3 separate regions of the Sus scrofa genome follow, and all the other regions are linked to region 2. A link is a contact called in public Hi-C and HiChIP or PLAC-seq data. All regions are on one chromosome and are shown on one strand. The core of a region is the stretch at or near the end of the contact, and the rest is flanking DNA. Distances in the headings are between cores, read along the strand shown. Region 1 holds the start of PGAP1 (GPI inositol-deacylase). Region 2 holds the start of ANKRD44 (serine/threonine-protein phosphatase 6 regulatory ankyrin repeat subunit B). Region 3 overlaps ANKRD44 (serine/threonine-protein phosphatase 6 regulatory ankyrin repeat subunit B).

Evidence for each region. Hi-C and Micro-C count contacts between places; a contact is called where the count stands out from the background. HiChIP or PLAC-seq counts read pairs in DNA pulled down with a chosen protein or histone mark.
Region 1: an H3K27ac HiChIP or PLAC-seq map of alveolar macrophages shows a contact between it and region 2. The contact joins the promoter of PGAP1 here to the promoter of ANKRD44 in region 2. A contact is called at or near these places in 1 of 5 promoter capture datasets (liver), 2 of 47 Hi-C or Micro-C datasets (embryonic fibroblasts and fetal skeletal muscle) and 1 of 2 datasets of contacts at active chromatin or transcription factors (alveolar macrophages).
Region 3: a contact with region 2 is called in a Hi-C map of alveolar macrophages, with 4 times the contacts expected there. The contact joins the enhancer-like site here to the promoter of ANKRD44 in region 2. A contact is called at or near these places in 3 of 5 promoter capture datasets (fetal skeletal muscle, liver and skeletal muscle), 18 of 47 Hi-C or Micro-C datasets (alveolar macrophages, brain, embryonic fibroblasts and 9 more) and 2 of 2 datasets of contacts at active chromatin or transcription factors (alveolar macrophages and skeletal muscle).

The regions. Positions count from the first base shown.
Region 1 is chr15:100,819,138-100,822,566 of Sscrofa11.1, forward strand. PGAP1 (GPI inositol-deacylase) reads right to left here and starts at 1,466. Exons shown (of 27, transcript XM_021075856.1): 1 at 1,192-1,466. The coding sequence starts at 1,338.
Region 2 is chr15:101,209,879-101,213,457 of Sscrofa11.1, forward strand. ANKRD44 (serine/threonine-protein phosphatase 6 regulatory ankyrin repeat subunit B) reads right to left here and starts at 1,294. Exons shown (of 28, transcript XM_021076238.1): 1 at 1,040-1,294. The coding sequence starts at 1,066.
Region 3 is chr15:100,890,336-100,893,881 of Sscrofa11.1, forward strand. ANKRD44 (serine/threonine-protein phosphatase 6 regulatory ankyrin repeat subunit B) reads right to left here. Exons shown (of 28, transcript XM_021076238.1): 20 at 2,620-2,737; 21 at 949-1,165. Among named protein-coding and RNA genes, the nearest start is that of PGAP1, 72 kb to the left of the region's middle. Within about 2 kb of position 1,631, at least 1 of the 83 cell types and tissues checked has an H3K27ac peak or open chromatin away from gene starts, as enhancers often do. A contact at or near this core is called in alveolar macrophages, where this site is marked.

The DNA.
Region 1 (3,429 bases), core at 216-2,715, 390 kb before region 2:
TTTTTATGGTAGAGAGTTCTCATTCCAATATATATTCCATAACTAGGAGAGGAGTTTAGAAAGAAAAAAAATCATTCAGGAGAAATTTCTTTAGATGATTGTGTAATATATCGTTTACAGCTGGTCATGAATGAAATCCTGGAGTCTACTATGCTAATAAATCAACTGTGATTAAAAACATTCAAAATGGGATAAACAACAAGGTCCTACTGCATAGCACAGGGAACTGTATTCATTATCCTGTGATCAACCGTAATAAAAAAAAGGCATGAAAAAGATATATACACCTGAGTCACTTTGCAGTAGAGTAGAAATTAACACAGCATTATAAATCAACCACACTTCAATAAAATTTAAAAAGAAGAAATCTAAAATGAAACGAAAGAGGTGGGGAAGGAGAGAGGGAGAGAAAGAAGTCTCTCTTAAATTGCAAACACAATGAGAAAACAAAAATAACACCATGAAATAGATTTTTGGGCGCAACTGGGAAAAGGCGACATGCATCAACACAGGATGCATGCAAACGCACGGACCCCTAACCTACAAAACGGGGGGCTCCGCCAAACCGTCACAGGACTAGCTTCCTATTTAATTACTCATCAGTTTGGCCTTTCACAAGAGGTAAAACCCTTAAGTCTCAAAGGTGGCCTTGGGAACTATCTGGTCGATACACGCTGTGCAGAAGCTCGGTTCCTTTCTCGAAAAGCGAGAGCTGACGCGCAAATTACTGCGAGGGAGCGGAAGAATCGCAAAGCTTCAGAAGCAAAGGGGGGCCCGGGGCACCTGTTAGGGCGGGAAGGCGGGAGGGTGAGGTTTGGGTTTCGGCAGAGAGGATGGGACGGCACTTCTCGAGGAGAGCAGCGACGGCGGGCCCGGCCCTTCGGAACAGCCGGTGCTGGGGCTGTGGGACCACGAAGGGGACGGAGGATCTGGGGAGCCACCTCGACGGGAGCGGGAAGGATGCTCTGGGAACCGGATATCAAATATCCCACCGTAAAGACAGGACACAAAGGGCAGGAGAAGGGGGCCGCGGGGGACTGCGAAGTCTTCGGGGGAGGAGAAAGCAGAAGCTAGCTTGGGATGAGTGGGCGGGAGAGGCGCGCGGAGCCGAGGCAGGAAAACGCAGAGAAGGGGCAGGATGGAGGGGCTCGAGGCTCGGAGCGCCCGGGTGAAGGGAAAGCGGAACCTCACCTGATACTCCGGATACTCGAACATGTAGCTCATACTGCACTTGTTCTCCTCGAAACCGAAGAAGACGTCCCATAACCCCAGAGTCGCCATGAAGACCATGAGGGCATAAAACGCCAGATTCCAGAGATTGACCGAGTGAAGGAACATGGTGCCGCGAGGCCGCCAGCTCTGACCGAGCGAACCGCGGAACGCCCCGCAGCTCGCAAAGGAGCAAAGCCCGCGCGGCGCGCGCCTGCGTGAACGCCCGGCCAGCCCGCGCCCCTGCCGCGCAGTGCGCCTGCGCGCAGCCTCTCCTCACGCCTCCCACCCGGCTCCTCGCTGGGAGAGCGGAGGCGGCGTTTGCCGCGGGAGCGCGAATCTGAAGGCTGAGAAAGCAGAAAGCGGAGTGGGCTGGGCTGGAGGGAGAGTGGAGAGGGCGCGAGGAAAAGGAAAGGGAGTGAAGCGCAAAGAGAAGCAGACGAGGAGGGAGAAGAAGAACTAGCGAGGGATGGGCGGAGCGCGGGAGTCCTGGAGGCGCGGGGAGGGAAAGGCTTGGGGGTGGGCGTTGGATGGGCGGGCGTGGAGAGGAAGAGGCGATTAAGGAGAGCGAGCGGGCGGGCCACGAGAGCGGTCCCCTCAGAGCCCGGAGACCATCAGTTGTCACGTCGCAAACAGCTCTCCCTGTGCAGTTAAATAACCCTAACCGTTCAATTTTGAAACGCCTCAGGCCTCCGCAGTTTCTTCCCCCAGGGAGGGTTGAGCATATTCGCAGCTCTCTGGACCAGTTAGCTGGAGCCGGGAACAAATAGCTTTTTCTGCCTTCTCTGACCGCCGACCTCGGCCCAGTAGGTAACAGCGCTTAAAAGCACTGGCTCATTAAAACAAACAACAACAAAACTCCCACCAGCAGGTAGGCACGATTCACGTCTCGGTATAAGATGAAAGCCTAAATCACAGAAAGCATCCTTGATCTCTTAAATGTTACCAGGTTTTCCCATTAACCCGGACGCCCCCATAGGTGATCTGCGTAATCAATGTGTCTCTGACTTCCCTTGCGCCCCAGCACCCTCACCTCTTCGGAAATAGGTTCCATGTTAACATTAACTTGTGCAGGCACATTAGCTCAAGCTTCCACTCAGACTCCCTCAGGTGACTTAATTCAATCTGAGGAATTTCGGTTTGGGTTTCGCACAAAGGTGGTAAAAATCAGCTCAAAAAGCATTCATATTCAGCTTCAAAACACTAAAATGTTTGGAGTTAGACATGGTAGCACCCTCTAAAGCTGACCCAACAGCAGATGGGTGTGTGTGTGTAGGTAGGTAATTGCACCGATTGAATTGCATTTTACTTGGGCTGATTTTCTGGGAATTTTGCTGTGCAGAGGAAGTTTGGCTATGATAAAAAAAAACAAATAATTTTAAAACTAAAAGGAAACTTATAGTTTATGTTGTACAGTACCATGATTTTCAGATACAAGAGCACCTGGGGTCGGGGTGCAATTGCGGAGGAGTTATTGCCAAGGGCGGGATGACCAATCTTTCGGAAAAGGATTTAAATTGTACATTAAAAAGGGAATACATTGAGTCTGAGAGCTAGAGAACATCACAGGCAGGATGTCTGCTCCTCGTTTGCCCTAGCATATCATGACCAGCACAAATAAACCAAGGATAAAGCTATGCTTATCTGTTTATCCTGGTGCTTCTTAAACTTAATGTACATATGAGTCACTTCGAGAGTCTGTTTAAAAAAGCAGATTCTGATTCAGTAGTTCTGGAGTGGAACCCAAGATTTTGCATTTCTAACAAGCTCCTGGGTGATGCCAGTTATTCTGGTTGGTGGACGACACTAAGTAACCAGGATCTATCCATTCCCGAGGACTCTGCTCCATAGAGAAACCACTGAGCTCACTCTTCACGTGGCCTTCATGAGTTGTGGCAACCTGCTGCCTTGATTGTCCATGCAGAAAGAAGTGCAAGAGAGAGAGTCAAGGGACTCTCTGTTAGTTTTTTGTTTTGGGGGGTTTTTTTTTTTGTCTTTTTGTCTGTTGTTGTTGCTATTTCTTGGGCCGCTCCCGCGGCATATGGAGGTTCCCAGGCTAGGGGTCTAATCGGAGCTGTAGCCACCGGCCTACACCAGAGCCACAGCAACGCGGGATCCAAGCCGCGTCTGCAACCTACACCACAGCTCAGGGCAACGCTGGATCGTTAACCCACTGAGCAAGGGCAGGGACCGAACCCGCAACCTCATGGTTCCTAGTCG
Region 2 (3,579 bases), core at 44-2,543:
AACCCACTTAGGAAGCTGTTTAACACCAAGGACTGGCATGTTCGACCGCGTGTGTCAAAGTCAAGACTGCCTCTCCGCCTATTAGGACCACAAAACAATGTTCGTTCCACCATGTATGAATAAACGGCAGAAGAAGAAAAAAGCAAGCTGTTTCCTTCTTTCGTGGAAGAAGCTGCAGAGTTTTGTCATGCAACTTGCTTGGGCGCCTGTGAGTGTCAAGGTCCTCAGAGCAGCACAGTCCGCAAAGGCAGGGTATTTCCATTCCACAGACCCGCAGCAAGGACTGTCAGGCGAGTCAGCAATAACCCCACCTCTCCGATCCAGGACTCCAGGGCTGCCCTGTGCGGTGTCTCAACCGGAAAGCAACAAAACTGATGAACACACACAGAGGGTAGCCCACTACCTGAGAAGGGAGCCCCGGACCGGACTTCTCCTCCTGGGAGAGCCCGGCCAGGGCCCAGAGCGCGGTCTCCAAGAGTCCCCATCGCGCACCACGCACACTGCCTCTGGGTTACTAAAGAGGAAGTCAAAATGTCATGTCAAAAGGATAAAGACAGCCCGACCACACAAGAATCGCTGTCAGGGCGGGTCTACGGCTTGGCTTGGAAAGGGGTCCGCAGGCTGTGATCCCTTTTCCCTCTCCATCCACGGTCCTCCTGCCGGCGGCGCGGACCAGCCTCCTCTCGGCCCGCACGGGCTGGCGGAGCCCACGCTGCGCAGCGCCGGAGGCGCACCTCAAGCCTCCCCTCCCCCTGCCCAGCCCGGGCCCGCGGACAACGCACCCCCGCGCACCCCCTTCCTCAGTCCCCAAGGCGCCCCTGGCCGAGCCCGCAGTTCCGAATGCCCCGCGCCGGGCAGCGCCGGGAAGGAGAGCCTCAGCCGCCGGCTTTCAGAGGAGCCGGCGGCCACACACACTCCTCCCCTTCGCCGCGAGTAAACAGCTCGCGGGCGCGCTCCGCGCCGCGCCCCCATCCCCCCGCCGGGGCTCCGCGCCGCCCCGCGCGTCCCGCCCGCCGGCGCCGGCGCCGCCGCCCCCTACCTGGTCGGTGAGTTTGAGCACTGCCATTCTTCTGCTCCTTCGCGCGCACACACATACAGGTTCCCGGTCCACAGATGTCACGCCAGGAGCCGGGGAAGCGGAAGGGATTGCCAGGGGAAGGGAAAAAAATCTGGCTCCCGAATTTGACAGCCCTCCCTATGCTCCTCCTCCGCCGCCTCTTCCTCCTCCCGCCGAGAGGCTGACACTGGCTAGTAGGGTTTGCAGCCGAGCCCGCCCGCCTTTATACAGGAAGTACCGGCTGCTGCCAGCCGGGCCGCCACTGACATCACCGCGCGCTGCCTCGCTCGCCGCCGCGCCGCCTGGCCGACGCTGCCTCCTGCCGCCCGCGGCCGCGCCTCGCAGCCCGCGGGCCCCCGACGCCCGCTCGTGCTCGGCGCGCCGCCGTGGGCCCAGACTGCCGCCTGCTTTCCGCACCTGCACATTGCGCCCGGGGCGAGCGGGATATCGGCCCCAGGGTCGCCCCGGCTGCCCCCACCCCCAGACCCAGGACGTGCGCGGTTAAAGGCATCCCCAGGGGCTGCTCGTGACCCTCCTTCGCCCCGTCCCACGCACACAAACACACACGGTCGTACAACCTGATGAGCAAGTCCTGCTGGCACACCCCGAGGGGTAAGAAAGGCTGCACCAAAGTTTTAACCCGGGAGACTGGGAGGCTGGGTCACACTCTAGATTGGCCTTCCCCTAAACCTCTCCCCTGTCCGGAAACAGTCCAGTACATCAAATGATCACACCTGGGTCAGGTACCACAGTGCTAATGCTCTCGTTATCTAAAGCGGGGAGCCCCCCCCACACACACACACACACATTCTTTAGCAAGTGTTTTTCAAAACTTGAGGGTGGGGATTCGGGCTTTGGCCCTTTCGCCTTTTTCTCCACCTACCTCCCAGCTAGAACACACAGAAGCCCATCATTAAATTCAAACATTGGGAGGGAAGGAGGTAAAGTGGAATTACTGGAGAAGAAAAGCGATCCTAAATTACCGCATTAATGGGCCCTTGAGTGTTTCCACCAGTTCTGACTCATTCCAGATAACGATGCTATTCAACAGATAGAAGACCCAGCTGTCAAACAGCGAGAGATGCATACACGATGGTCATATTCATACACATAGTGAAGAGTTGATACTTCTGGAATTCCGAGCAAACGATTCCTTCAACAACCCTGTACTGAGTGCTGACTTTGTACCACAGAAGGAAAGGGGGAGCATAAATATTCCAGATACCCAGTCATAGGGGGTGTCTGACACGAATGAAGTGGTCATCACTAATGAATGTAATTACAGGCTGAGATAAGGGTTGGGGGCGGGGGGAGAAATACTCCTGAAAGGAATCTGTGATGCAGGAATCAGACCAGACTGGTAGGTGAGGATAGGCTTCCCTGGGAAGTGACAAGAGGTGAGATTCTGCAGGAGGAAGGGCTGGGTAGGCAAGTACATGGGGTGCTGCTCCCAGGCAGCCCCACATGCCCCTGGCATGGCAGGGAGCAGACTTGCATTGAACAGCAAACCAGAACTGCAGTTCCTGGGGCAAGACCAAATAGCTACCCTTCATTCACAAAGTAAAGGTGGGCTCTTCGTTCCTAACTTCTGAGCCTCCCCAGTCTGCTGAGAAAGGAGAGGAGAGAATGGTAGCATGCTCTTAGCATCCCCCATTTATTATCTAACCATGGACTTGTGATTCAGATCACGAAGACAAGGGGAACCAAGAAATCACTCTCCTGGCCTCCACTCCACTAATCTTCAGTAATGCACAGAGACTAAAAAAAATTTCCCTCCTAAGGCCTCCCTCAAACACAAAGTAGTTTGCTTTTGTTGCATCTGTGGAGCAGTTCTTCACTGCTGTTGTTAGTATGTCTATTTATTAATATTACTGCCTGGCTTTGTGGGTAACTGGATAGGACACTGACCTCTCTTGTTAAATATAGCCATCTTTCAGAAGAGTGATAACAAATGACTTGATATGGCAGAAGTATTCAAGGTCCACTCTGGTTCACCATGGGCATGCCTACATGCAAGTTCTTGGAGCCTGATTTGAAAGGAGGAGCAAACAGTTCTCAAACCTATCGGGTCCAACATCCGATTTTGTAACTAGGTTTCTTTGCTTTTCGTTTTTTGTTTTATGGCCACATCTGTGACATATGGAAGTTCCTGGGCTAGGAGTCAAATTGGAGCTGCAGCTATAGCTGCCTGCCTATACCACAGCCACAGCATTGCAGGATCCCAACCACATCCATAACCTACATCACAGCTTTTGGCAACACCGGATCCTTAACCCACTGAGTGAGGCCAGAGAATGAACCCACATCTTCATGGAGACTATATGAGGGTCTTAACCACCTGAGTCCCAATGGAAACGCCAGTAAACTAGCATTTTTAATACTCTCATTACTATGAAATGAAATTCATAAATAACATTACCTTCCTATGCAAATTTCCCCCATATCAACATAATGTCCTAATATATAATAAAGGAGAAATAAAATTTGTAATTAATGTGTACTTCAATAGATAAATGCTATAG
Region 3 (3,546 bases), core at 381-2,880, 320 kb before region 2:
GATACCATACCATGAACACACACATGCATACACACACTGCAGCACTGTTTGTAACAGGAAAAAATCTGAAGACAATATGAATGCTCATCAACAGGGATCTGGTTGAATGAATAATAAATTCTGGTACACACACGCACATTCATACATGTCTATATCTATTAATCAATTTGCTACAAAAGTACAACTATTAAAAAGATTGTTTCTCAATGCATATTAATTCGTAAGGATATCTTAATAGGATGTTAAGTATACAATAACAAAAATGTTATAGAATAATATTTGTTATATGATTTCAGTTTTAAAAAGTAGGTGCACATACATTTGTATTTATTTACATTCTCCAAGAAAATTATGGAAGATACACACCAAATTACATCAGCAAGTGAGTTTGGAAACGAAGACTTGATTTTACTTTAGACGCTTCAGTATTTTTGAAATTAGTGTGTATTTTCTTTTCTACCCAAATAAGTGAAACACAATTTTTTAACCCTTCTTAATAGCAAGTGTAACTAAATAAATAGAGAATAAGAGACCTAAAAAAGAATACCTGAAAGATAAATCATGCATCTACCATGGTAGTCAATTGTGACAGATTTTTATACCATATATATTTTTTTTGGTTTCAGCTGTGTTATTTTAATTCCTTGCAGGATCCCTAGTTATCTCATAGAGATAAGAAATGTTGATTAAAGCTGGTTATTTCAGTTCATCGCAAGTTCTGATTAGGAGTTACATGTTACCAATTAACAAAAAAGGGGAAAGCAAATTTTCACTCCATGAAGGCATCATGGTAGCCACGGAGGGGGAAAAAAAAAAAGAGTATCTTGAATGTAGAATGATTTGAAACCATGCTTTTCAGCAAAATGTTATGTTCTCACCCCCTCTGAGATCACAGTGGCTGCTGGGGTAGGAAGTCTGCTGCAATCAGCCAGGTGACAATTAACTTACCATTGTAACAAGCCCAGTGCAGCGGCGTGTAGCCTTGGTTATCTTTGAAAGAGCAGTCCTCCTCAGAAAGTGCCATCTGGAGCAACTCGCTCAGCCACGTGGCGTGGCCACGAGCAGCCGCATAGTGTAAGGGTGTCCGCCCTCTGGAATCTTTACACAGGATCGACACTTCTTGTTCCAGCAGCATTTGCACACATTCCTCGTGTCCCGTCATAATCTGATGCATCACAATCAGAAACACAACACAAATCTCAGAAGACTCAGGAAGCAAAGAAGTTGCCTAAGTGAGGCTGGACTCAGAGGTAGTGGACATACTCAGCCTGAGTCTTAAGGGAAATAGACTCTACTTCAGAGGAGAGAGGAAAGACAACCTGGCAAGGTTCGTAACAGGAAGATCTGTATGAATATCAGCATTTTAGAAACATCTCCCGACTCTCCAAACACAACCAGGAAAGTATCGTGATATAATGAAAAGCATCAGCTTTAAAATTACAGAGATGTGAGTAAATTCTGGCTCCCTCTTATAAAACTTGGACAAAGTCAGTTTGCCTCTCTGGGCCTCACTTTATCCACCTATAAGTGGGAATAGTAATAATGACCTCACAGGCTATAGTGAGGACCAATGAAATATGTCAAGGCTCCCAGTCTGCTGCATGGCCCACAGGAAGTACCAAGAAATAAGACCCGTGATTATGACATTAACCACTCAGAGTTCCTCTTCTTTTCATGGATCACAGTGGCCAGCACCATCTTGAAATAGCAATTTTCTGATTTCTGCTTTGGTTTCACTTAGATTTTTTGACATGCTTTAAAAAACAGTTCAGCATTAAAAATAGCATGGCTCCTCAAAACTAGGTGATCATTGGAATAATTTATACCTACACACAATGAAGGATTAAAAATGATAGGGCAGAAAAACATTTAGTGATATGGAAAAAGGTGAGAAGAAAAGCAAGTTCTGGAGTTCCCAATGTAGCTCAGAGGTCAGCGAACCTGATTAGCATCCATGAGGACGCAGGTTCATTCCCTGGCCTTGCTCAGTGGACTAAGGATCTGGCTTTGCCATGAGCTGTGGTGTAGACTGCAGACGCGGCTTGGATCCCGCATTGCTGTGGCTGTGGCATAGGCCCGGGGCTACAGCTCTGATTTGACCCCTAGCCTGGGAACCTCTAAATGCCATAGGTGTGCCCCTAAAAAGACAACAACAACAACAAAAGAAGCAAGTTCTAATACATACAGCATCTTCAGCATTCTCTTTTTAAAATTTAAAACAAATCTATACAGAGAGCAAAAGATTGGTGAGATATACACTGAAGAGTCGTTCTCACCAGGAGAGGGGATTACTAGTGATGGTGATTTTCTTCGGGCTTTAAAAAAATACATTGCAAATCTCTTATGATGGGCATGTAATCAGAAGGCAGAACCCATTCTGCCGACAGCAGGTGTTCATGTACCTGTTATCACAAGCAAACGTGACATTTCAAGAGCAGGAACTGAGTACCTGCCATTTCTTTATCTTTGCAAAAGATTTTGTAATTTCTTTTTGGCTGACTGAAGTTAATGAGTTGTCTTGGGAAACAATCCTCTTACTAAAAATGCATCTGGGGAAGAAAAGGAAGAAATAAGCTCACTAGAAACGGCTTGACTAAAGCCAAGGAAGAATGTACATACCCCTCTGTGTAAAGCTGTGCAGCCCATGATGTCAACAGCATCTACATTTGCTTCCTTTTCAAGTAACAACGAAACAGCATCAATGTGTCCATATGCTACTGCAAGCATCAGCGGGGTTCTAGCGAAAGAGAGACATTAGGCTTTTAAAAAGAAGATTAAAAAAAATTCATCACTTCCAGACCCTCTGTCTCTTTCTTTCTCAGTATCTCTCCTCTCCTGACAATTGCTGAGTATTTTCTGAGTGCCCCAGTGGCTATCTGCGACTTGGAACAAGCTATCTGCCTCTGATCTCTAATGGTCGGGTGGAATGGTGTCAGGAGAACGATCAACACGGGTGGGGGTGGAAGGAGGTTTCTCCTCAAAATGTTCATTTGCACCCCATCATTTCTAAAACTATGTGGCCTTGCGTAGGAGTCTGTGTATGTAGAACATGCTCTTGCTTCTACCAGAACAGCTCTACTTTCATAGTTTTCTATGTCAGACTTCGGCTCAAGATTTCATGTGAACAAAGCCTCCAAGAAAAGTTGGACTAGTCCAGGGGAAAGAGCCCAGTGCTGGGATCCAGGAGGGGAGCCTCCAGTTCTGGCTTCAACACAAACTCATCTATCTGGGGTGAGTCACTAGGGCTTTATTGCTCTGCATTTCCTATTCGTGAGAAGAGTGGATCAGAGAATGGGACTAACAGATGGAAAATACTTGGGAAAAACAAACAAACTGAGGAGGGATAAAAATATGAAGGATGCTTATGGTGGTGAGAACTTCTTGAGGTCTATCCTATTCCATTATTATTTTTAAAAATGAGACTGCAGGGAGTTCTTGGGGTGCAGCGGAAACAATCCGACTAGGAACCATGAGGTTGCAGGTTCGATCCCCCGCCTCCCTCACTGGGTTAAGGATCCAGCATTGCCGTGAGCTGTGGTGAAGGTT